Regions from separate parts of the Mus musculus genome. Here all the other regions are linked to region 1. The links are chromatin contacts, called in public HiChIP or PLAC-seq and promoter capture Hi-C maps. All regions are on one chromosome and are shown on one strand. Each heading gives the region's core, a stretch centred on a gene start, on an enhancer-like site or on the middle of the called end of the contact. The rest is flanking DNA. Distances are from core to core; before and after follow the strand shown. Region 1 holds the start of Pdcl (phosducin-like). Region 2 holds the start of Arpc5l (actin related protein 2/3 complex, subunit 5-like). Region 3 holds the start of Ttll11 (tubulin tyrosine ligase-like family, member 11). Region 4 overlaps Dab2ip (disabled 2 interacting protein). Region 5 has its middle 9.0 kb from the start of Gm39798. Region 6 overlaps Nr6a1 (nuclear receptor subfamily 6, group A, member 1). Region 7 holds the start of Nr6a1 (nuclear receptor subfamily 6, group A, member 1).

Region 1 (2,856 bases), core at 104-2,603:
TGCACCCAAGAATCACGAATAGAACACAACACCTTGATGTAACAACAAGAGGTTTTTAATGGCGGAGCTCCGGGTCGAAACGTATCTCACATAACAGGAGACAGTGGATTCGACCACGAGGCTTGGAAGCTAGGGGTTTTTATAGAAAAGGAGTGGGGCTGGGGGAGGAATTGGCGCGGTTTCACATGATTGGTCCATTTAAACATCAGCAGCCTGTAACATTTAACTTAGGTCAGAGGGGTGGGAGCTAGGGAGGCGATGGGCTTGCCCGGGCATGTCCTGGTCTGTTCTGCTATGTTCTCAGCCCCAGGTTTCAAAGCTCAGAAACAACTCTTTGGGCTATTTAACATACATTACATGAATTACAGTTTTATTTCCTTTCAGTTGACATCTTTCCAAAGAGACGGTCCAGGAAAAGCCCCAGGTCCCATTTGAGTTTTTCTCCACTCCAGCTCTTGCCTAGCCCTCAGGTTAGGTCTCCAGGTTAACTTGGGGGCACTGGGCACCCTTCAACCTGGGGGCCACAGTATGTTATCCCTGCACAGAACTTGCATGGCAGGGGTAGCAGTGGGGGTGGGATGGCATGGGGAGGTACCTTGCATTTCTGAGTCTAGCCCAAATACTAGCCCAATCCTGGGCCAAATGGGTGGACGTTGGAAGCTTAGTCAGGTCTGATGGCTCATCCAGCTCTCCCACTCCATCACCCCCACCACCCAGTTGGGGCAAGAAGATGAAATTCTAAAATGTGAACATAGACAAATTTGCAGTAACATCTAGGTGGTCCTAGAAACAGGAATCAAGAAACCCCCTTTTCAAATTAAGAGCCCTATCTTAAACGCTGCATTTTATACAAATCGAGCAAATTTGATATGTTTTAATTAGCACACGGTTTAATTTGCAATCTCACAGTTGTGTACAAGACACGCCAACTAAGCAGTTTGAAATCATTTGAGGTTTAACAAAAGTTTTCAAACATAGGGTAGTTTCCTTGACTTTTTTTTTAATCTAGAATTTTCAAAGGTAATCATTATACATAACTGTTGTAAACTCTGTAAACTACAGAGTCAACTATTTGACTAACATTAGTTGATAAGAGTTATTCAAATTTCTTCAGTTGTCCATGCTCGTTTCCAGTCCAGCAATCCAATTCAGGTTGTCATACAACTTCTGTTCTTTGAGTTACTTATTCTTGAAGAAGTTAATGTTTTCGAGTTATTTTTCGCCTTAATATTCCTTTGTAATTTGTCTCGAAACTTGGAACGTAAGTTAATAAAAATTTCATATTTAACTAGAAATACACATCTACGAGTTTTGTCCTAAGCTAAGACCCGTAGCTCCTCCTCAGACGCCGAGATAAGCTTCTTGTGATTGGGTAGCGTGCGTCCGCCGCGACGCCGGAAGGCCGTGTGATTGGTCCGCAGAGTCCACGGCAGCTTTTTCTCTGTCGCTCAAGGCTTTCGGCCACTTCTCTTTCTCTAGGCGAGCGTCCTTTGTTGGTGACAGGAGCTGCTAGTCTAGAAGGAGCAGACTGAGCGAGGCGAGGTAACTAACTGCGCAGGCGTCGGCAAGGAGGAAGCGGCGGGCCTAGACATGGGTGGGGCAGGAGTTTACGCGCCTTGGGCGAACTACTTTGCTTCCCGGCTCCTGGATCCCAATTCCTCTGTACTTCTCAAATTCCTTTGGAGACTCGGAGCGTCCCTCCTCAGTACCGCCCTCTTCACTGTGCCCTCCCCTGCCCTGTCCTCCTCGCTACTCCGCCTCCTCAGCCCCACCTTCCTTATGGCTCCGCCTTCTCCACTCCGTCCTTACAGCTCTGCTTTACTTAACATCCTGTCCCTGCCCTTTTGTCCCATAAGCTCCGCCTTCCTGGAAGCTTAGCCCCGCCCTTCTGTGTTCCACTTGTGCAGCCCTGTCTTCTTCACTGTCCTACTTTCTCTTAACACTCTTAACTGCCTCTCTTGGAAGCCTTTCACTGGCCCTGCCCATATCACTGCTCCTCCTTTTCTGTGCCTCTCCTTAGCTCCACCCTCTTCATGATCCTCCACCTCTTCAAGTTTACTATCCCCACTTGAGGTTTACTTTCTGCACTGCGGGTGCATGCCACTTCTGTCTGCCAGTGTTCTCACCTCTCAGCAGCCCAGTCTCCTCAGTACACTCCTCCTCTTCTGGCCCCGTTTTTCACTCATCGGACCGAGTTGTGGCCCTCTGGCACATCCCAGACAAGGAAATTGTAAAAGTTTTCTTCCTTCCCCTGGTGCTGGCACTTTCCTCTTGGTTGCTGTTCAGCGTGCACAGTGCTCTGTCCTGACTGGAATCTGCTGTGTGGGAGAGAGGTAAATTGTAATAGAGTAAATACCATATGTTAAGTCTCTTCTGAAGGCAGCGCAGTGTTGATATTTGGTATGCTTAGAGGAAGGACGTTTTTGTTTGTTTGTTTTTGTTTTTGACTAGTCATTCCTGCCGGAGTCTTTTTTTAATTTATTTTAATTAATTAATTAATTTTTTTTTTTTTTTTTTTTTTTTTTTTTGAGACAGGGTTTCTCTGTGTATCCCTGGCTGTCCTGGAACTCACTCTGTAGACCAGGCTGGCCTCGAACTCAGAAATCTGCCTGCCTCTGTTTCCCAAATGCTGGGATTAAAGGCGTGGGCCACCACTGCCCTGCGCTACTGGAGTCTTAAACAGACTTCTAAAGCACTGAACTGTACCTTTTCCCAAAACATCTGGGTCCTAGGTGTTCTTTAACCATCTGGCTCTTATTTAAGTTTTGTCGTGGAGACTTGCTGGTTATAATTGGTCCAGCTTGAGACCATGTATCTAGGCTCTTAGTGAGGCAAGGAGTGAATGACTTAGTTTCA
Region 2 (2,700 bases), core at 47-2,546, 1.6 Mb before region 1:
CTTCTCATGACCCAATTTAACCATCAGAATGGTGCAGGAAATAAGTTTGAAATCTCCACATTTCAAAAACATATTCTTGTTCAGTCTAAAAGGGTTGTTTTCAAGATATATTAGAGGAGCACTATAGGACTCCTCCCAAAAGCGGTACACCTGACTTCCCAGGCTGAGTCAACTGATTAAACAGCCAGAACCTGATTTATATACAGCAAGAGCCTCCAACCCTACCCTGGCAAGTGCGGGGGAGGGGTACACACTTCCTGTCAAGCTATTTGAATAAAGAAAAAAAAAATCTTCCTGTGAGAATAAATCAGTTTCCTGTGGTGCTCAAACTGCTAAGAGACCAAGCCAGCTGTGACAATCACCTCTATTTTTACTCTTCTGTTCTAAATGCTTGTTTTCTGTGGCCACCAGCAGTCATTTTCAGTCGTGGGGAGCCACTTTTACATTTGACACTGTATGGTGTTTTTGAGCTCTGAATCACTAGCTTTTTCCACGCTTTCTGCACAAGGCGGTTAATGGCAGAGTCGCATTACTTGTTGAATGTACTTGGTCCATAAAGGCGCAAAACCCAACGTGCTGAGGAAAGTGGCGACAGGTGAGAAAAGGTAGCAGGCCATATCACACCTGAGGGCTGGACCTTAAAGCACACCTCCCCCACCTCCGCCCTCTAGTCAGTCTTCCTCCAACCATCCACCCACCTATTTTCACGCCGGGCTACAATCGGGCCCAAGAAAGCCAGTTAGACAAGCGCAGTAGGGCAGTGGCCCTGGCTGCTCAATGAATCCAAGGTGGTTCACCTCGGTCCCTCCTGAGGGCAGCACCTGGGAATGACCCCGCTTACTATAAGGAGGGATAAAGGGATACCAAGGCCGATGCACGGACACCCAGAAGGATGCGGAGCGCAGCAGAGCAGAGGGAGAGGAGCTCCAGGGCTGCGCTGCTGAGAAAGGCGTAAGGCCAACCACAGACCGGGAGAACCTGGGACTGACAGGAGCCGGGAGGGGCTGGGGTTGGGCGGAGGACCGGGAGACTGGGGCTGGGGTGATCAGGGTGCGAAGGCCGAGCCGGGCCGCCGCGCCGGGAAGGATATTGCCGCAGGAGCCCGTCTACCTCGCAGGGGTCGGGGCCTGGCTCGCCCGCCGCCGCCGCTGCCTCTTCGTGCTCGTCTACGAATTTGTTCTCGTCAAATTCGTCGATATCCACGCGGCGGAAGCGTGAGGACAGTGTGTTCCGGGCCATGGCGGGAGCGCGGCGGCCACTCAGCCGCCTAGGCTTCGCTCTTTCCCGGCTCCCCTCCGCACCGGCTCCGCTTGGGGGCGGGAAGCGGCCGCCAGGCACCGCCTCCCCTCCTCCGCGCGCAGCCGCCGTCGCCCGCCCACTTCCGGGATGCGCCGGAACCGGAAGCTCTTGTGGGCGGAACTGCGCCGTGGGATCGTGGAATGCTGATGAAGTGGTGTCAGGCGTTGCAGCCGTAACTCTGTCCTCTCCGAAGCCGGGCTGCTGGTATAGCCAGCGCTTCTGTCCGCTCCGGAGGAAGAAATCTTAGAGCTAAGGGATGGCAGGGAGTGACGCGCAGTGCCGGAGTCTCTTAAGCACTGACCCACAAGAGGACCCACTTTGTTAAAAGTAAACGGCTTTAAAGGCGTTGATGTGTAACCCAGGGGCTGGCAGGACGCTTGATAACATCCTTTCTTGAGGATGTAACGACTCCTGCGGGCGTTCCGAAAATTAAAGAGGATTCTGTGGCCACCTGTACTCCTGACTGAAGAGGCATATTTTAGGAGGCGAAAGCTGCAGAATCCCCAGGATTCTTTCTATTTCAGACGTAGGCTAAAATGAATCTTTTCTTGTAACTATATGAAAACTATTTAATAAAAAATATTAAAAAAAAAGAAAACTATTACATTTTAACCTAGTAGAACTCGAGCAAAAAAAATTAGGTGAGACATGGTTTTGCTCCTGCTACACATAGCGAGTAATGTGGCACATGCCTTATTCCAGCCCTTAGGAAGCAGTGGCAGGGGGTTCTTGTGAGTTCTAGATAGTTTTGACTACATAGTTCTAGATCAGCCAAGACTACAGAGTGAAACCCTGTCGGGAAATTTAAAAAAGAAAAAAAGTGCTATTCTTGGAGACCTGGGTTCAGTTCCCAGCATCCACATAGCAGCTCACAGTGCTCTGCGACTCCACCTCCAGGGAGATCCAGTCACCTCTGCCGGCACAGCACATACATGGTACATGTAAAATTTAAAAATGTAAGGGCTGTCTTAATTACATCAGGGATGGCAAAGTACAGTGCCTGTAAGTTTTTTGTCTTCAAAGATGGGGAATGTAATTGGGAATTCAAAAATATTGTGAATCCTGGGTTTAATCCTAGCACTACAAAAAATGTCCAGAAATATGATGTATATTTGTAACTCTAGTAGAATCCTGGTCATCTTTAGACTTCCATTTAAAACTAATCCACACTCGGTTCATTTCTCCTTATCCCATTTACAAAAGGCTTATTCATTCTATCCAACCAGTATCCCCATCCTGGGCCTGAAAAGCATTAAACCCTCAGAGACCTTCAAGACTGGCTCTGGAAACAGGCACACAAACACATGGCTTAACTCAGCTTGGTACTTAAGAGCACTTAGGATACAAGGGTACGCTGCTACACTTGGGATGGGAGGTGACTAAAAAATGTTCATTACAGTA
Region 3 (2,700 bases), core at 84-2,583, 1.4 Mb after region 1:
CTCACTGAAGTGCAACCACGGCCACTGGTCAGTCCAGGCTGCTGTTACGACTTTCTAACCCCATTTTCTGAAACTTTCAAGTTAACCCAAATGTGGCTCCCTCAGGCAGGAGAGGACCCTCTTCTAGATCAACTCTACATTTTTATGCCTACCTTAGTTGGGTATAGGAGTTCATCACTCAGGAGGCAGAGGCAGGCAGAACTTTGTGAGTTTGATACCAAGTGGTCTATATAGTGAGTTTCAGGACAGCCAGGCCTGCTAAAGAGACCATCTTAACAACAACAAAGTATGGCAGCCATGAAAAACTGAAAGGAGGGGCTCAAAGAAATACTTGTACATGAATGTTAATGGCACTATTAGTCACAAGAGTCAAGGGATTAAAATAACCAAAAAGTCCGCAGAAAGGTCTATGGAAGAATAATTGTGCACGCACACATAGAATATTTGTAAGCTTTATGATGGAGTAAAATTCTGACACCCACTATGATGAAAAACAAAAACAAAAACCTTGTGAAGCCAAATAAGATAAAAACAAGAGGTACCCCAGTAGTTAGATTCAAGGGGGAAATAGACTTGTGGTGACCAGGGCTGTGGGGTGGGAATCCCAGGAGTTAGTTTATGGGTATGCTTTCAATATGAAAAGTTCTGAAGATGAATGGTAGAGATGGTTTGCACCACAGTATGAATGCACTGAATGCCACTGAAGAGTGAATTAAAAATAGATTAAATGAGGGCTGGAGATGAAGGCTCATCTGCCATTCATTTCCTGGAACCACGCAGCAGGTCACATCAGGGAATCTGATGCTCTCTTCTGGCCTCCTTCTCCACCAGGAACATGCATAGTACACATACATACATGTAGGCAAAATTATACACACCACACACATAATAAATTTAAAAATAATTAGTACGTTTTGTTATATGTTTTTATTGTAATAAAAAGTGTTGCCCTCTACAAGTCTAGGAATCTGAAGGGCTTCTCCATCTCATGGGAGAGACCTGAAAACCGACAAAGGTGGCCTCCAGCCTCAGTCTGAGGCTCACAGAAAAGGAGTCGATGAATGTAGTAGGACTGGGGAAACTAAGTCTCGTGTTTGAGGAAGATGCCGCTCTTCCCAAGTCCTTCCCTTTCCAAGCTCGGGAGCGAGACAGGAGCGCAACCTCTTTTACCCTCAGCCCCACTATAAATCATTCCTAGCCAGTCCCTGAGTGCTCAGAAACTCTGCATGTGTGACAAGCTGCCCTCTTCCAAGATGGCTATCGCCACCTCTGTGACAGGCCTGGTCACGTGGACGCGCTCGCTTGTGAGGTCGCCGGGCCCGGCAGGCGATTGTCCCTTGCGGGGCCCCGTCCCGAGGCGGCGACTATCCCTGTCAACCGGGGCCTGAGAGATCATGGCAACGGGCTCGGGCGGGGAGCGCGTGGCGGCGGCGGCGGCGGCGACGGCGGCGGCAGTTTGGTCGCGGGCCGGGACGGCGGAGCAGCGGCGGCGGCGGTGGCTGTGGCGCCGGCACCGGCCCTGAGCGTCATGCGGCGCAGCAGCCCGGAGAAGAAGCCGGAGGCTGAGTGGGAGGCGGACGCGGCGGCGGCGGCGGCGGCGACAGCAGCGGCGACCGAGTCGCTACCGGCGGAGACTGAGAAGCAGCAGGGCGTGGACGCTGGCGCGGCCGGGGATCCAGAGCGCCTGGAGCTGGAGGAGCAGCCCAAGGACGTGGGCCGGATCCCGACCCCGACGCGACGCCACGCGCCCGAGGAAGGAGAGGCCCGCGTCGTCCGGCGGCTGCCACCAGCGCTGCCCCTGGCCCAGCCGAGGCCGGCGGCGCGGGCCCTGAGCCAGCTCGTGAAGGCACGGGGCCGGAGCCGGAGCCGGGTCTACCGGCGGAGCGCAGGCTCGATGCGGCCGGTCACCGTGGACAGCTCCAAGGCCCGCACCTCCCTGGACGCGCTCAAGATCAGTCTTCGCCAGCTCAGGTGGAAGGAGGTGAGGCCCGCCGGCCCGGCGCGTGGGCACAGGGGGGTCGTCCCGAGGCCTGGCCCCCGGAGCCACTTCCCAGGTCAGGTCAGCCCGTCTCTGCTCTGCTCCCCTACAGCTTTTCTTATGTCTGCAGCCCTGGCCTCGTCAAGCTGTAGATCCTGGTTTATCCGTCCTGTCTTCTCCTCTGTTGGCCCCGGGGCCAGGGGCCACCTTTCACTTTCTGCATTTCAGTGATATTTAAAGTTTAGTAAACTTTCATGCTTAGAGTGCCACTCTTGGGCCAGGTTTGTGCTCGCCAGCGCCTCACTACACTCTTCAACTTAGCTGTGCGACCTTGAGCAAGCTACTTTTCTTCTTTTGGTCCCGTTTACCTCGGTAAAGGGAAGCCGGTTCGTTCCGGTTTGGAGCATAGTGCCTAGTGCTTGCACAAGGTTTCAGCAAATGACAACCTACTTTCATCACGATCTTTTACCACCACCACCATCACCACCACCGCAGACACTGATTGGGGGATGTAGCAGGTGACAGTAAGTGGGGGTGAAAGCATGTGTGAGCAGATGAATCACCCTTGAATTCATTTCAGACCTTTTAAGGGACGGGGTGGGACAAAAGCACCAACGAATCCGAGAGGTTTCTATTTTCATTGGCTGAGTAAATAAAGCCAGCTGACTTTATTTACAGCATAGAAACCATTGGTCCACTAAAGATTCCGTGCGCAGAGAGCA
Region 4 (2,700 bases), core at 124-2,623, 1.7 Mb after region 1:
CTTCAAAACAAGATGTAGATCTTCTCAGCTCCTCCAGCACCATGTCTGCCCAGATGCTACCATGTTTTCCCCCTCCCATGATGACAATAGACTGAACCTCTGAACCTGTAAGCCAGCCCCAATTAAATGTCCTTTATAAGAGTTGCCATGGTCATGGTGTCTCTTCACAGCAATAGAAACCCTAAGACACTGTGCAACTACACTGTATTCAAAAAAAACTTAGGTGTCTATAACAGGCCAAGGTCTCAAGCCATATGCCTACCTTCACAAGAGAAGAGCCAGCACCCTAGGAAAAGCCTTAACCCTGGGCTACCAGCCACATTACATACATCACCTCAAAGACTCTTCAAAAGCCCAAGGGACAATGCTGACCTCAGCCTACAAAGAAACAGAGGCCAAGATTCCCACCCTTGAAGTGTTCTCTCGTCCGTTTCCTTAGCTGAGAAAGGAGGGACTCTTGTCCCAAGAAGAGAACAACAGGACTGGGCACACAATGAAGAACAAGATGGGGACTCACTTCCTAGGTCTTTTGAGTTGTGATGGAGGTTAAGAGGTGTCCCCCTAAAAACCACAAGCTTCCGTTCCAGCCCTGGTCCCACACTCTGGGCTGCTGGCTGGCATCCCTCTGCCTGTCCCGCCTGTACAGGCCCACTGCTCACTGGCCTGCCCCACCCCAGGGACTCCTGCCATATGTCCTCAGCAGGCTTCCAATGCCTGACTACTCTGCCTTGGTTCAACCAAGTTCAACATCCAGCTTCAAGACCTTTCTTCCATCAAGTGTTTCTCAGATCCCCTGAGTAAACAGGGACATCTGCCAGGCCATGTTGGGAAATGTATCACGTTGTAGTTCCTTTGCCAGGTAGGGGACTTCCTGTGGGTAGGCTGTGTTTGTCTTATCTTAGCCCCAGTGCTCAATGCCCAAGACCCCAGCAGCCAAGTTCAGCCATATCTGATGGAGGACAGATCAGCTAAGAGAAGAACAGACCGCCTCAGTTCAGATGCTGTTGAAGGGGCCATTCACTAGGAGAGGTGTTAAATATGATTCAAAAGTAGGTGAGCAAGATACTCTTTGCCTGTTCAAGGCTAATTCCTAAATTTTCCCTGAAGCCCCCCATCTGAATGCTCTTTATCAAAGAGAAGACCCTATGGGGCTCACTGAATCTTCTGTGGCATTATTTTGGTCCATCCACCTGGTCCTTTTGAGACCTTTTCAAACTTGGCAAGTTCTGTTGCCCCACAGTAGCTCTAGGAACAGAGCCTAGTCAATGTACATTCCATCGAATGGAGTCACACACTTCCTGGGAAACAGATCTTCAGTCGCTCACGGGCTAGCCAGATCACATAAGATCTACACTGAACTTTGCTGCTAAGCAGGTCTGACCAGGGCCTACAGCCTTCAGGGAAGAAGAAGGGAGTGATTCAACAGCCATCCCCACCTGCAACAGTCTACTGAATTTGCTCTTCTACCTAATATGGATCAGTCCATTTCCTCCTCTCTCCCCTCACAGCCCCTGTGCTAATCAAGCCCCATAGGTCCCAAGCTAATAGCCAGACACACATCAAAAATCACTTTGGCAAATGAACAAGACACCTGCTACCACTCTTCCTTCACTTCTAACAAAATCCTATCATTTAACGCCCAGCCCATGTAGTCTCTAATCTCTCTAGGCAAGCAGCCCACATCCATGTTGCCTATGGCCTATCCACGGCACAATGCCTGCCTGTGTCCCTCTAATTCTCACCACGGCCTTGTCAAGACTAAGGCACAGCACCCTATACAAGAGAAATAACTTGCCTAACTTCTTGTGGGAGATCCCACTATAGCTCAGAGGAGCCCAAGGTTGACTCTGTTAGTATATGCGACGGGCCCAGCCTGGCCTTTCACTCACTCCATAGAAGCCATTGGGCACTAGGGAGGACAAAGGCAAGAGGCAGGGCTCACCGCTATTTGTGAGCCACTCATTCCACAGTCCAGGAAACGTAGGCATGGGCAAGGGGGAGCTGCTGTTGCAGGCAGAACCAGCCCCAACAGCAGCTTATTGTAAGGCCCAGAAGCAGGAACAAGGGGGCATTGTCTGGCTCCTGGGGCACAGCCTTATCCGATAGCCTGCCCGCCAGCCCACAAGCTGTTTTTCAACTCTGATCTTTTTCTCTTAAAAGGTTAAAGACACAGAAGTTTCCCATTATTTCAATGAAGGAGGGGGGTCCCAAAAATGAAAAACAAAACTTTTAACAATTGAGAAGGTCACTTGACCAGGAGTAGGCTCATTGGCTATGGGGTGGGTGGGTTTACAGTAAGACTGTTGGGTAAAGGGGGGAGGGCTCAAGGTCACCTCCAAACCTAAAAGGGACAGAGAAAGCAGTTGTGTGTGACCCAGGACATAACTGGGATGGGGAGAAGCCAGCTCAGTGCAGGCAGGCTGTCTGCAAACGGGGTAGTGAGAGGACAGGAGCAGGCCAGGAGACCCTTTAAGACATTGACAGGGGCAGGAGAGATGCGTCAGAGGTGAAGAACATTGGCTGCAATTCCAGAGGACCTGGGCTCAATTCCCAGCACTCACATGGCAGGCAGTTCACAATCATCTGTCACTTCAGTTTCAGGAAATGCAGTGCCCTCTTCTGACCCCCACTGGCACCAGACACACATGTGGCGTCCACTTATGCATGCACATGAAATACTCATGGCGGAGCAGCACCTGC
Region 5 (2,806 bases), core at 260-2,759, 1.3 Mb after region 1:
CTCTCGTCTCTCTGCCAACCAGTTTCAAACTCTTCCAGTCTTGACAACCAGGCTTTCCTGCCCTAGAAGCACCCACAAAGCTCCATCGATCCCCTTTTCTCTGAGAGCTGTGGCCCTGGGTTCAAATCCAGTCTCTGTCTCTTACTAGCTTATGCAACCTTGAGTAAAATCACTTTACCTCTCTGAATTTTTGTTTCCTTTCCCATGAAATATAGGCTGTAAAAGCTACTTGGCAGAGCTGTGGGGATTAACTGAGACACAAGAAACATAGTGGCATGTAGTTTCTTTTTTTCCAGACCTGGGCCAGAACTGGGGGTAAAGATGGAGAACCAGACACCAAAAAGTCCTGATTCAGAAATCCAAGGATTGTTGTTTATAGAACAGACATGAAGCAGGATTCATCACACAGATGCAGAGGTCTGGGCCTGGCACTTGTCACACTTGCAGGTCCCCATTGCCCAGATCTACAGCCACTGAGAGCTTGGCTAGGTCAGGCTCCTCTGGTCTAGAGCACCAGATATGGCCCAGGTGTCATCTTCCCTAGGACAAGGCAGGCTTCTGACTTGGGGGTCTTCCCACTGACCATCCTGAGATATGAGACCCCGCCCCAACTCTCTTGATCTAACCTAAAACCAGAGATTCAGGAAGTAGAAGGGAGGCTGGGTCACTTGTTGGCTGGTAGCACATGTTGTCCCTCATAGGCAACCTTTCTCATGATGGCCCTGTTAGCACCTCTCTGTTCATGCAGGACTAGTGGCCTTGGTCTTTTCCTCTATCTCTCTGACTCTAAATTCTTCTTCTAACAGACCGATACTGTAAACAAGGTAGGAAAACCATGAAGCCCTATGAAGGCAAGAGTTTGTTCTATACATTTCATTCCACAGAATATTAACTGAGAATGTGATACACAGAATGTCATGAGACTCTACAAAGAACCAGCAAGGAAGCATCGCGGGGGTGAGAGGATGAAGGTGTAGAGGAAGGGATCATCTCTTTGCAAGGCCTCACAAGGTGTAGGTGACTTATGGGGAACTAGAACTTCTGTCGCTACTTAAAAGTCCAGAGCAGTTTTCTCTCAAGTCCCAGCCCTGCAATGAGGAGTGAGGAGAGGAGGATCAGGCAGTGAAGGAGGGGGAGAGCTAAAAGGCTTCTCATATTCCCCCCGCATCCCCCTCCAGACTCCCCACCGTGGGGAACGAAATCTCCAGGAAGCTCAGCGGGTGTCCAGGTCCCAGCGCTGATTGCAGGAGATGGCACGAGGGCCCGACGGTTGCCATGGCGACTTCCTGAATCACAGAGCCAGTTCCCGCTGAGGCTCTGGGAAGTCAGATATACCTGGACAGCCCCTGAGGTCCACTAGGACTCTCCAAAAGGGAAAGACTCGTGGAAACGTGGCTTGCCTGCTCACAGAGTAGGCACACGGATTTGTGAGCCACAGTGGCTGCAGGTGTACAGCTGGGGCGCAGTTTTGGGGACACACGAATCTGAGCGCAAAGATCCCCGAACCACACAACGAACCCGTTAAGATGAGAACAAGCGAACGCAGGGTGGCGCTAGAGAACAGGCCAGGGAAGTGCTGAACGTGTGTGTGTGTGTGTGTGTGTGTGTGTGTGTGTGTGTGTGTGTGCGCGCGCGCGCGCGCGCGCATGCCAGAATCTGGTTTTGCATGCCCAGCTAAAGAACTTGGCCCTGAACCTAGAGTTACTGGAGATCCAAGGAGGGCTTTGAATCAGGGAGGTGGCCTGGCTAAACATGAGATCCCTCCAGCTGCCCACAAAGGATAAGTCAGGCAAGCCTGAAGGCAGGGGACCAGTGTAAATGGTGGTCTTCAGCCTGGTTCAGCCTTGTTCCTATTAGTGTTTCCCCTTCTAACACAGGTCATTTGCTGCTGCGTTTGCTAGTGTCTTGTCTCTTCTCTTTTAGGATGTTAGCTCAGAAGATCAGAGTCGATGTCTTCTTTCAGAAGACACTTACTAAGCTCCAAGAAGACACCTGGATGTCAGTGCCTACTAGATATTTCCTGGGCGAATGAATGGCACCTGGGGGAAGGTAGTGAATGAAAGAGAGAAGAGAAGAGATGCAGCGAAGTGTAATGCACAGAAAATGATTGGCTGGACTAAGGTGGAGGCCTCATTCAGATGGGAGATGGGTACCCGAGGTCTCCAAGGACTACTGAGCTGATGGTCTTGGACCCACTCAGAGGAGAGGTCAAATGTCCTTGCAAGACAGAAGTGGAGGGCTGGAGAGGGCAACTGAGGCAGAGAGCATGGCTTATTTATTACTGGGCCTGAGTGCATTGGGAGAGACACAAAGGACGACTTTAAGTGAACATCTGGGACTTTCCCTGACCCTTCTGCAGCAGAGGTCTGTAGCGTCTTCCAATAGAATACAGAACAGGGGGGGCTGGCTCAGTGGATAAGAGCACTGACTGCTCTTCCGAAGGTCCTGAGTTCAAATACCAACAACCACATGGTGGCTCACAACCATCCATAATGAGATCTAATACCCTTTCTGGTGCATCTGAAGTCAGCTACAGTGTACTTACGTATAATAATAAATATATCTTTGGGCTGGAGAGAGCAGGGCAAAGGTCCTGAGTTCAATTCCCAGCAACCACATGATGGCTCCCAAACATCTGTACAGCTACAGTGTATTCATATACATAAAATAAATAAATAAATCTTAAAAAAAAAGAACATAGAACAGGCCTCAAGGGCAAGCAGTGTGTTGCTTACATATTCTAGGAAGAAATAGGAAGGGCTAAGGATGTAGTTCATTGCTGTAGCATTAATACGGTTTTCCCTGT
Region 6 (2,971 bases), core at 433-2,932, 1.5 Mb before region 1:
TGCTTTTCTCAAGGAACTAGTCCTTTAAACTGCTTTCCACCCCACAAAGGGAAACCATCCCCGCCCTTTTTAAAAAGTACTTTCTTATTACTTCAAATATTTTCCCCAAAGCCCACATCTATACAAAGAAAATCGAGCTTCACATGTAACATAAAAATCAAAGAAAACAAGTTGCCTTCAAATTAGGAACCCACCTAAGTTATACCAGAATTGGTTAATCTTTTTTAATTATAGGTTTAAAATGGTACTATAATTTACAATTCTCATTTATCTATAAACAGTTATTTTAAGTATCTTCAATATACCTGAAAAAGAAAATCTCGATAGGATTGCGTTTACATTTCTCCTCTCTCACAGGTACTATGAAATGGAGAGAGAGCCTTTTATGTTTCTTTTTGTCTTAAACTCAGACAGCTTTGTAAGCAGTAGTGTGTAGATTACAAGAGTTAGACAAAAGCAGGCGAGACTGAGAAGAGTGGAGGGGGGGTTGCTTGGGGCACTTCCTGTCACTCAACACATTCCAGATCACTAAAAAATTTCCACACACTGCATTCCCTCTTGCCCACTCAAGTTCCCAGTATTTTCTGATTCTGTGTGCTGCTGGTGTCTCTTGTGCTCCTTTCTTTCCATGGCTCTGCTAAGACTGCTTCAGGGGACACACATTCCTTTAGATTATACAAAGCATAGCTTGGAAAATGGCTGGCAGTTTCAGAATCTAGTCACGATTGCACGCATGAGCACCTCACACATCCATGCCCCCTTTCCCCCCTCCCACCTCCGCAGCTGGCTGACCTGTCTCACCCGCTGCTGGCCTATCGAACGGCCAGGACTGTCTGGTTTTGGCTCATGCCTTTGTCCATGTCTGGCTTAGTTCCTCTCTGTCTATGCTTGCCTTTACCCCCAACGCCCCAGGCGGCACAAGTGTTTGGCCATGCAAAACTACGGATAGAAAAGGTGGTAAAAACTTCAAACTTTGCTAAATTTTCTAACAGTTTATTCTTTTGTTAATTTCTGCCTTATTTAAATATTGTTTTAAGAAAAACAAATAGAAAATTAATTACCTAAAGGCAAAGAATGCAAAGCAACCTTTGTGTTCCTTATAATAACTGACTTAATAACTCTGCAGCTGCGTTATGGGGAGCGTATAAAGCTTCTGTTCCGAGAACAAAGGAGCACGTGCAGAAATGAGCCGAAAAAATCAGTGACAGCATTTCACTACACAAATTACTGAAAAGGTTTTAGTCAAAGCCTCTCAACAGATGCAATTTTAAAATGGTTTTTAGCTGGAAAAAAAATGAAAGTGCTTACCCGGTAAAAGAACCGAAGTAGTCCTGAACTGTTACGTAAGACTTTCTACAGTTGGATCTTTGTCAAAAGGGGAAGGGGGTGATAGAAGAAAGCAGCAACAACAAAAAAGTTGGAGCTGCTGTGGCTAGAGGACAACTTCTGTGCTTCCAGATAGGATTCTTGCTGTAGAAATGGAACTTCAGCCAGCACAGCATCCTGTCCCAGTAGAAAAATGAGTTTGTCAGTTTAAAAAAAAAAAAAAAAAAAAGATCCTGGAGCCCAGGCTAGACAAGGTATTGAACCGCACCAGGTTTCCTTGCAGCCCTGTCTGCTTAGCTCGCATTGAACTATATATGACCCAGATGATGGACAGAAGCACATTCAGTCATGTGCACACTGGAAGAAAGCGGATTTGCTGGTCCCCGCCAGGGCAGGGGTTTGTCTTCTGATTGGGCTGTGCCCTGATCGGTGAAATGTGAAGCCCTCACCATTCAGAGGCCATAATTCAGGACTGGCAGTTTGAGTGTCTGGCTGCTTCTAGTCACTGAGAGAGACTTTGTAGGTGTTGCTTTTGTTTGATGGCATGACCCACGGAGTAGTTGCTTACACCTTATATACATGTCGGGGGAACTAGTCTTTCTAAAATACAATAATGCAGCTGATGCCACAGTTCTAAGCCAGCCTATTGTTGATAAATTGTGCTGTAACTAAACTAATTGTTTGATTTAGCCAGCTTCCTCTCCAGACCATGGACCTGATTTTGCAGTTTGATAAGGTAATTATAAAAGTGGTGTTTGAAGCAGAAATGGTGTGTTCCTGTAGTAAGTCTAGCATTTGAGAGGCAGAAGTAGGAAAGATTGTGAGTTTTAGGCCAAATTTAGCTACATAGTAGCATAGTATATAGGAAGGAAGGAGGGAAGAGGGAAGTTTTATAGATCTAAATTATACCTAATGAAAAGCGAATAAACAGCAGAGAAGTGAGTTTTTAGATTTTAGAGTGTTTGAACATATGAGGAAGTAGCTTTAAATCTCTTATTATTCCTTTTTGGGATCACCCTTTAGTCATACAGGGGATTTTGGAGATGGGTAGTATAAAAGCATAGACTCCATCAAGCTGTGGCCTAGCCTTTAAACTTGCAACACAGCCTTAGCTGGCAGTCTTTAGATGAATTATCTAAACTAGGGTCCTTCAGGTTCACCAGCTGTTTTTCTGAGCCACTAGGAAACCAGGTTGCCATAAAGGACTGTCAGTTGTGATGTTGTTTAGAAAAAGGCAGTTACTTTATTTAATTAAATTGACTTTTTTTTTTAATTGATGTAATAAAGTTTCATTATGAGGGGCTGGAGAGATAAATGGCTCAAAGGTTAAGAATACAGGTTACTCTTCCGGAAGAACCATCTTCAATTCCCAGCACCTAAGTGGTAGCTTATAACAACCTGTAACTCTAGTTCCAAGGATCTAATGCCCTCTTCTGGCCTTCTCTGGCACCTGACACACAAGTGGCTCACATACATACATACAGGCTAAATAATTTTTAAAATTGCATTATAAAACCTTGGTTCTAAGATAAGAAGTCTATTCCATACGGACCCATTTTTATTTTCTTCAGGAATTCCTATCTCCAAGAATTTAATACAATCTAATAAGTATTAGTATTAAATCAGTATTAGGTATAAATACCTT
Region 7 (2,700 bases), core at 71-2,570, 1.6 Mb before region 1:
AACGTGGGCAGGAATCGGAACAGGTTAGATTTCATAAGCCAAGTAAAGACTTCTAAACAATTAAGTAAAGAATGACTCACAAGAGCCAGAGGATTCCAGGGGCACATGGGGCAGAATGAAGTGACAGAATGAAACCGCTTCGATACGGCCCATTAGAGGAAAGCCCAGCAAAGCACCAGAGTTCTTTGATTTATAGTAAGCTAGATAGCATTTAAGTTCTAGACTGAAACTTAATAAGTCTTTTCCTAAGGGAGGTGTGTGTGTTGTATAGTGTGTGTGTGTGTGTGTGTGTGTGTGTGTGCGCGGGTTGTGTAGTGTGTGTGTGTGTGTGTGTGTGTGTGAGAGAGAGAGAGAGAGAGAGAGAGAGAGAGAGAGAGAGAGAGAGAGAGAGAGAGAGAGAGAGAACGCGCGCGGGGCATTTCTGAAAATCACCACCACCCCTAATCCTGAGAGCCCCATGGCCGCGCGCCACCTGGTGGCAGCGGGAGGTGGGCCCTGGAGGAGGAAGGGGAGAAAATCCAGGATTTTATTTGGTGGGAACTTCTGTAAACTGAGGCGATAGCGTGTATGTGAGAGTTGGTCTCTTATCACTGGATCCGATTCTTATTACACCTCTCATTTTTGAGACAGGTATACTGAACAGGAGTGGGAAGGGGAACACTCCGGGAAAGGGACATTCTTAAAACAGAACTCTTTAAGACACAAGGAGTCAGGGGTCTCAAGTTTTCTTTGGTGGCATCAGTGGAAGTGATCTTAGTTTGTCCATCTGTTCTATGGGCAGGGTGCGGGGAATGAAAGAGGAGGAAGAGAAACTTTAATCTTTCCCGCCCACCCGGAGGTAAAGGGGCTTTAAACACTTCTCCGGAAAGCAGAGTTGTATAGATTCTATTTGCATACGAACGCAGTCACCTCGGGTTAAACTCGGGTCCTTTAATCTCTGGTCCAATTTGTCGCTCAGCCCGGGAGGAAAGCCCTCATGAGTACCTACACACCCCGCCCCCTGGGGCCTTCCCCCACAGGGCTGGGCTTGGTTGCACGTGCTCACCCGGTTCCCGGTGGATACGCCTCCTTGGAAAGGCTCATTATTAGTGTGGGGAAATAGTTGGAATCATAGAGCACTATGATCACGAATAAGTTACAATAGAGAGAAAACTCTGACATAGCCGTTTATTATATTAATATATTAGAAATTTTATTAGAGTTTGTAATAGTGATAGGTTTGGGTTCTCCCTACTTAGGTCTTCCTGTTTTTTTTCCATCACCCCTTTATTTGGTAGAGTCCCGTGTGGGCAGCCTCGTTGGGAGGACTACATTTCCCAGAATTCCTCACGGGCATGTGCGTGGCAGCGGCGCGTGACGTCAGAGGAGGGAGCTGGCCAGTGCTGAGGGGGCGCGGCGCGGAGGGGCGCGGAGCCGGGCGGCTCAGGGGCCCAGAGAGTGCGGCGGCCGAGAGCCTGCCGGCCCCTGACAGCCCCCTCCCCCCGTGGAAGACCAGGACGACGACTACGAAGGCGCAAGTCATGGCGGAGCAGCGAAGCCCGAGAGGGCCCTGAGCACCGCCGCATGGAGCGGGACGAACGGCCACCTAGCGGAGGGGGAGGCGGCGGGGGCTCGGCGGGGTTCCTGGAGCCGCCCGCCGCGCTCCCTCCGCCGCCGCGCAACGGTGGGTAAGGGGCCTTCTGAGCCCGGGCGGTGCCAACGCCCGCGACCCCCTCTTTCTCTAAGCTGACTCTAGCTCCGGGATGCCGGGCAGCTCCTCAGTGAGGACTCCACCCTGGGCTCGCACTCTCCAGGCAGGGTCCCCGGTCCCCTCTGCTCGGACCCTCCCCTCCCCCCGTCCCCTCTGCGCCAACCCTTTCTCCTCCCCCAGGAGGCCCTGGTGCACGGAGCACCCTCTCTTCCTTCACCAGGGAGCTCGCAGACTCCACACCTTTGCGCCCTGCACCTATCCTGGAGCGTTTTCCTCCTCCACTGTCCCGAGCTTCCTCCCAGCCCGTGAGCCTCCGCCTCTGGGCAGACCGGTAATGGTCCTTCTCGGACCTCGGTGCTCACTCCTGTCCCCTGGCCTTCCTTTACTCAGACTCATTCTTCTAGGCGACGACTTTCTGCTGGCTCAGGTCTCCAGCGGGATCCTGGGGCACCGGGACACCTGCCTTTTCCCGGCGTTTGCCGGACGCTTCCCGCGCCGCCCAGCCTATCTCTTCCGGGGTGCTGAGAATTCCTCACCTGGCCCGGCCGCTTGCGTCCCCTTGTTCCCAGCCCAGTCCTCAGGTTCCTCCGGGCTGGCTCTCGCTCCCTCCCTGGCTCAATGTTTTATTTGTTTCTGTTTGATATCCCCCCCCCTCGGTGTTTGCGGCGGAATGTTTTTATTGGTAAAGTGTAAGGAGCTTTTGTGAGGTCGTAAAAGGTGAACTTTTGAACTTGGAAAGCGCCCTGGAGCAATTAGCGCAGGCGATAGCCCCGGGAGGCCTGCATTACAAAGGGTGCTCGTTGCGGCAGGCCAACGCTCCCGCGGCAAACCCGATTTATTTATTTATTTGCCCTGCCTTCCACCTTTCACATCTCCTCATTTCCGAATAAAGGGCAGGCTCTCAGAGATCCCTGCCTCCTCCCCTCTCTGCGCCATAAACGCGCAATTCTCTGGAAGATCTAGGACCCGAACAGTGTCTAACAAGTAACAGATTTCAGATTGAATGCAAA

What was found. Promoter capture Hi-C pulls out the DNA fragments that hold promoters and counts their contacts. HiChIP or PLAC-seq counts read pairs in DNA pulled down with a chosen protein or histone mark.
Region 2: a promoter capture Hi-C map of pre-B cells shows a contact between it and region 1, with 5 times the contacts expected there. The contact joins the promoter of Arpc5l here to the promoter of Pdcl in region 1. A contact is called at or near these places in 6 of 39 promoter capture datasets (the C10 cell line, cranial neural crest, liver and 2 more), 3 of 484 Hi-C or Micro-C datasets (CD4 T cells, CD8 T cells and uterus), 3 of 115 datasets of contacts at active chromatin or transcription factors (astrocytes, cardiomyocytes and double positive thymocytes) and 3 of 9 other capture datasets (adipose tissue, liver and macrophages).
Region 3: a contact with region 1 is called in a promoter capture Hi-C map of hippocampal neurons, with 12 times the contacts expected there. The contact joins the promoter of Ttll11 here to the promoter of Pdcl in region 1. A contact is called at or near these places in 14 of 39 promoter capture datasets (the 3T3-L1 cell line, 3T3-L1-derived adipocytes, the C10 cell line and 8 more), 2 of 484 Hi-C or Micro-C datasets (CD4 T cells and cortical neurons) and 12 of 115 datasets of contacts at active chromatin or transcription factors (the NIH/3T3 cell line, SST interneurons, astrocytes and 7 more).
Region 4: a contact with region 1 is called in a FOXA1 HiChIP or PLAC-seq map of pancreatic cancer cells. The contact joins the enhancer-like site here to the promoter of Pdcl in region 1. A contact is called at or near these places in 5 of 39 promoter capture datasets (the 3T3-L1 cell line, 3T3-L1-derived adipocytes, hippocampal neurons and 1 more) and 1 of 115 datasets of contacts at active chromatin or transcription factors (pancreatic cancer cells).
Region 5: a contact with region 1 is called in a promoter capture Hi-C map of embryonic stem cells, with 10 times the contacts expected there. The contact joins the enhancer-like site here to the promoter of Pdcl in region 1. A contact is called at or near these places in 5 of 39 promoter capture datasets (the HPC-7 cell line, cranial neural crest, embryonic stem cells and 2 more), 1 of 484 Hi-C or Micro-C datasets (cortical neurons), 5 of 115 datasets of contacts at active chromatin or transcription factors (embryonic forebrain, embryonic stem cells and stem cell-derived neural progenitor cells) and 1 of 9 other capture datasets (embryonic stem cells).
Region 6: a contact with region 1 is called in a promoter capture Hi-C map of pre-B cells, with 5 times the contacts expected there. The contact joins the enhancer-like site here to the promoter of Pdcl in region 1. A contact is called at or near these places in 6 of 39 promoter capture datasets (the 3T3-L1 cell line, the C10 cell line, the HPC-7 cell line and 3 more) and 1 of 484 Hi-C or Micro-C datasets (pre-B cells).
Region 7: a promoter capture Hi-C map of pre-B cells shows a contact between it and region 1, with 6 times the contacts expected there. The contact joins the promoter of Nr6a1 here to the promoter of Pdcl in region 1. A contact is called at or near these places in 5 of 39 promoter capture datasets (the C10 cell line, cranial neural crest, liver and 1 more), 3 of 484 Hi-C or Micro-C datasets (CD4 T cells, natural killer cells and uterus), 2 of 115 datasets of contacts at active chromatin or transcription factors (astrocytes and fibro-adipogenic progenitors) and 2 of 9 other capture datasets (adipose tissue and liver).

What each region holds. Positions count from the first base shown.
Region 1 is chr2:37,357,829-37,360,684 of GRCm38.p6, reverse strand. Pdcl (phosducin-like) reads left to right here and starts at 1,353. Exons shown (of 4, transcript NM_026176.3): 1 at 1,353-1,542.
Region 2 is chr2:39,006,735-39,009,434 of GRCm38.p6, reverse strand. It overlaps Arpc5l (actin related protein 2/3 complex, subunit 5-like), which reads right to left and starts at 1,296. Exons shown (of 4, transcript NM_028809.1): 1 at 1,091-1,296. The coding sequence starts at 1,239.
Region 3 is chr2:35,978,453-35,981,152 of GRCm38.p6, reverse strand. Ttll11 (tubulin tyrosine ligase-like family, member 11) reads left to right here and starts at 1,333. Exons shown (of 10, transcript NM_029774.3): 1 at 1,333-1,981. The coding sequence starts at 1,529.
Region 4 is chr2:35,702,079-35,704,778 of GRCm38.p6, reverse strand. All of the region lies in intron 3 of Dab2ip (disabled 2 interacting protein), which reads right to left. Among named protein-coding and RNA genes, the nearest start is that of Dab2ip, 81 kb to the right of the region's middle. Within about 2 kb of position 1,373, at least 78 of the 459 cell types and tissues checked have an H3K27ac peak or open chromatin away from gene starts, as enhancers often do. A contact at or near this core is called in 3T3-L1-derived adipocytes and pancreatic cancer cells, where this site is marked.
Region 5 is chr2:36,020,549-36,023,354 of GRCm38.p6, reverse strand. No RefSeq gene overlaps it. Among named protein-coding and RNA genes, the nearest start is that of Gm39798, 9.0 kb to the left of the region's middle. Within about 2 kb of position 1,509, at least 32 of the 459 cell types and tissues checked have an H3K27ac peak or open chromatin away from gene starts, as enhancers often do. A contact at or near this core is called in cortical neurons and embryonic stem cells, where this site is marked.
Region 6 is chr2:38,821,907-38,824,877 of GRCm38.p6, reverse strand. The region is part of intron 3 of Nr6a1 (nuclear receptor subfamily 6, group A, member 1); the gene reads left to right. It overlaps Nr6a1os (a long non-coding RNA gene), which reads right to left. Exons shown (of 7, transcript XR_866167.2): 1 at 1,309-2,971. Among named protein-coding and RNA genes, the nearest start is that of Nr6a1os, 7.4 kb to the right of the region's middle. Within about 2 kb of position 1,682, at least 299 of the 459 cell types and tissues checked have an H3K27ac peak or open chromatin away from gene starts, as enhancers often do. A contact at or near this core is called in the HPC-7 cell line and pre-B cells, where this site is marked.
Region 7 is chr2:38,925,081-38,927,780 of GRCm38.p6, reverse strand. Nr6a1 (nuclear receptor subfamily 6, group A, member 1) reads left to right here and starts at 1,320. Exons shown (of 11, transcript NM_010264.4): 1 at 1,320-1,663. The coding sequence starts at 1,564.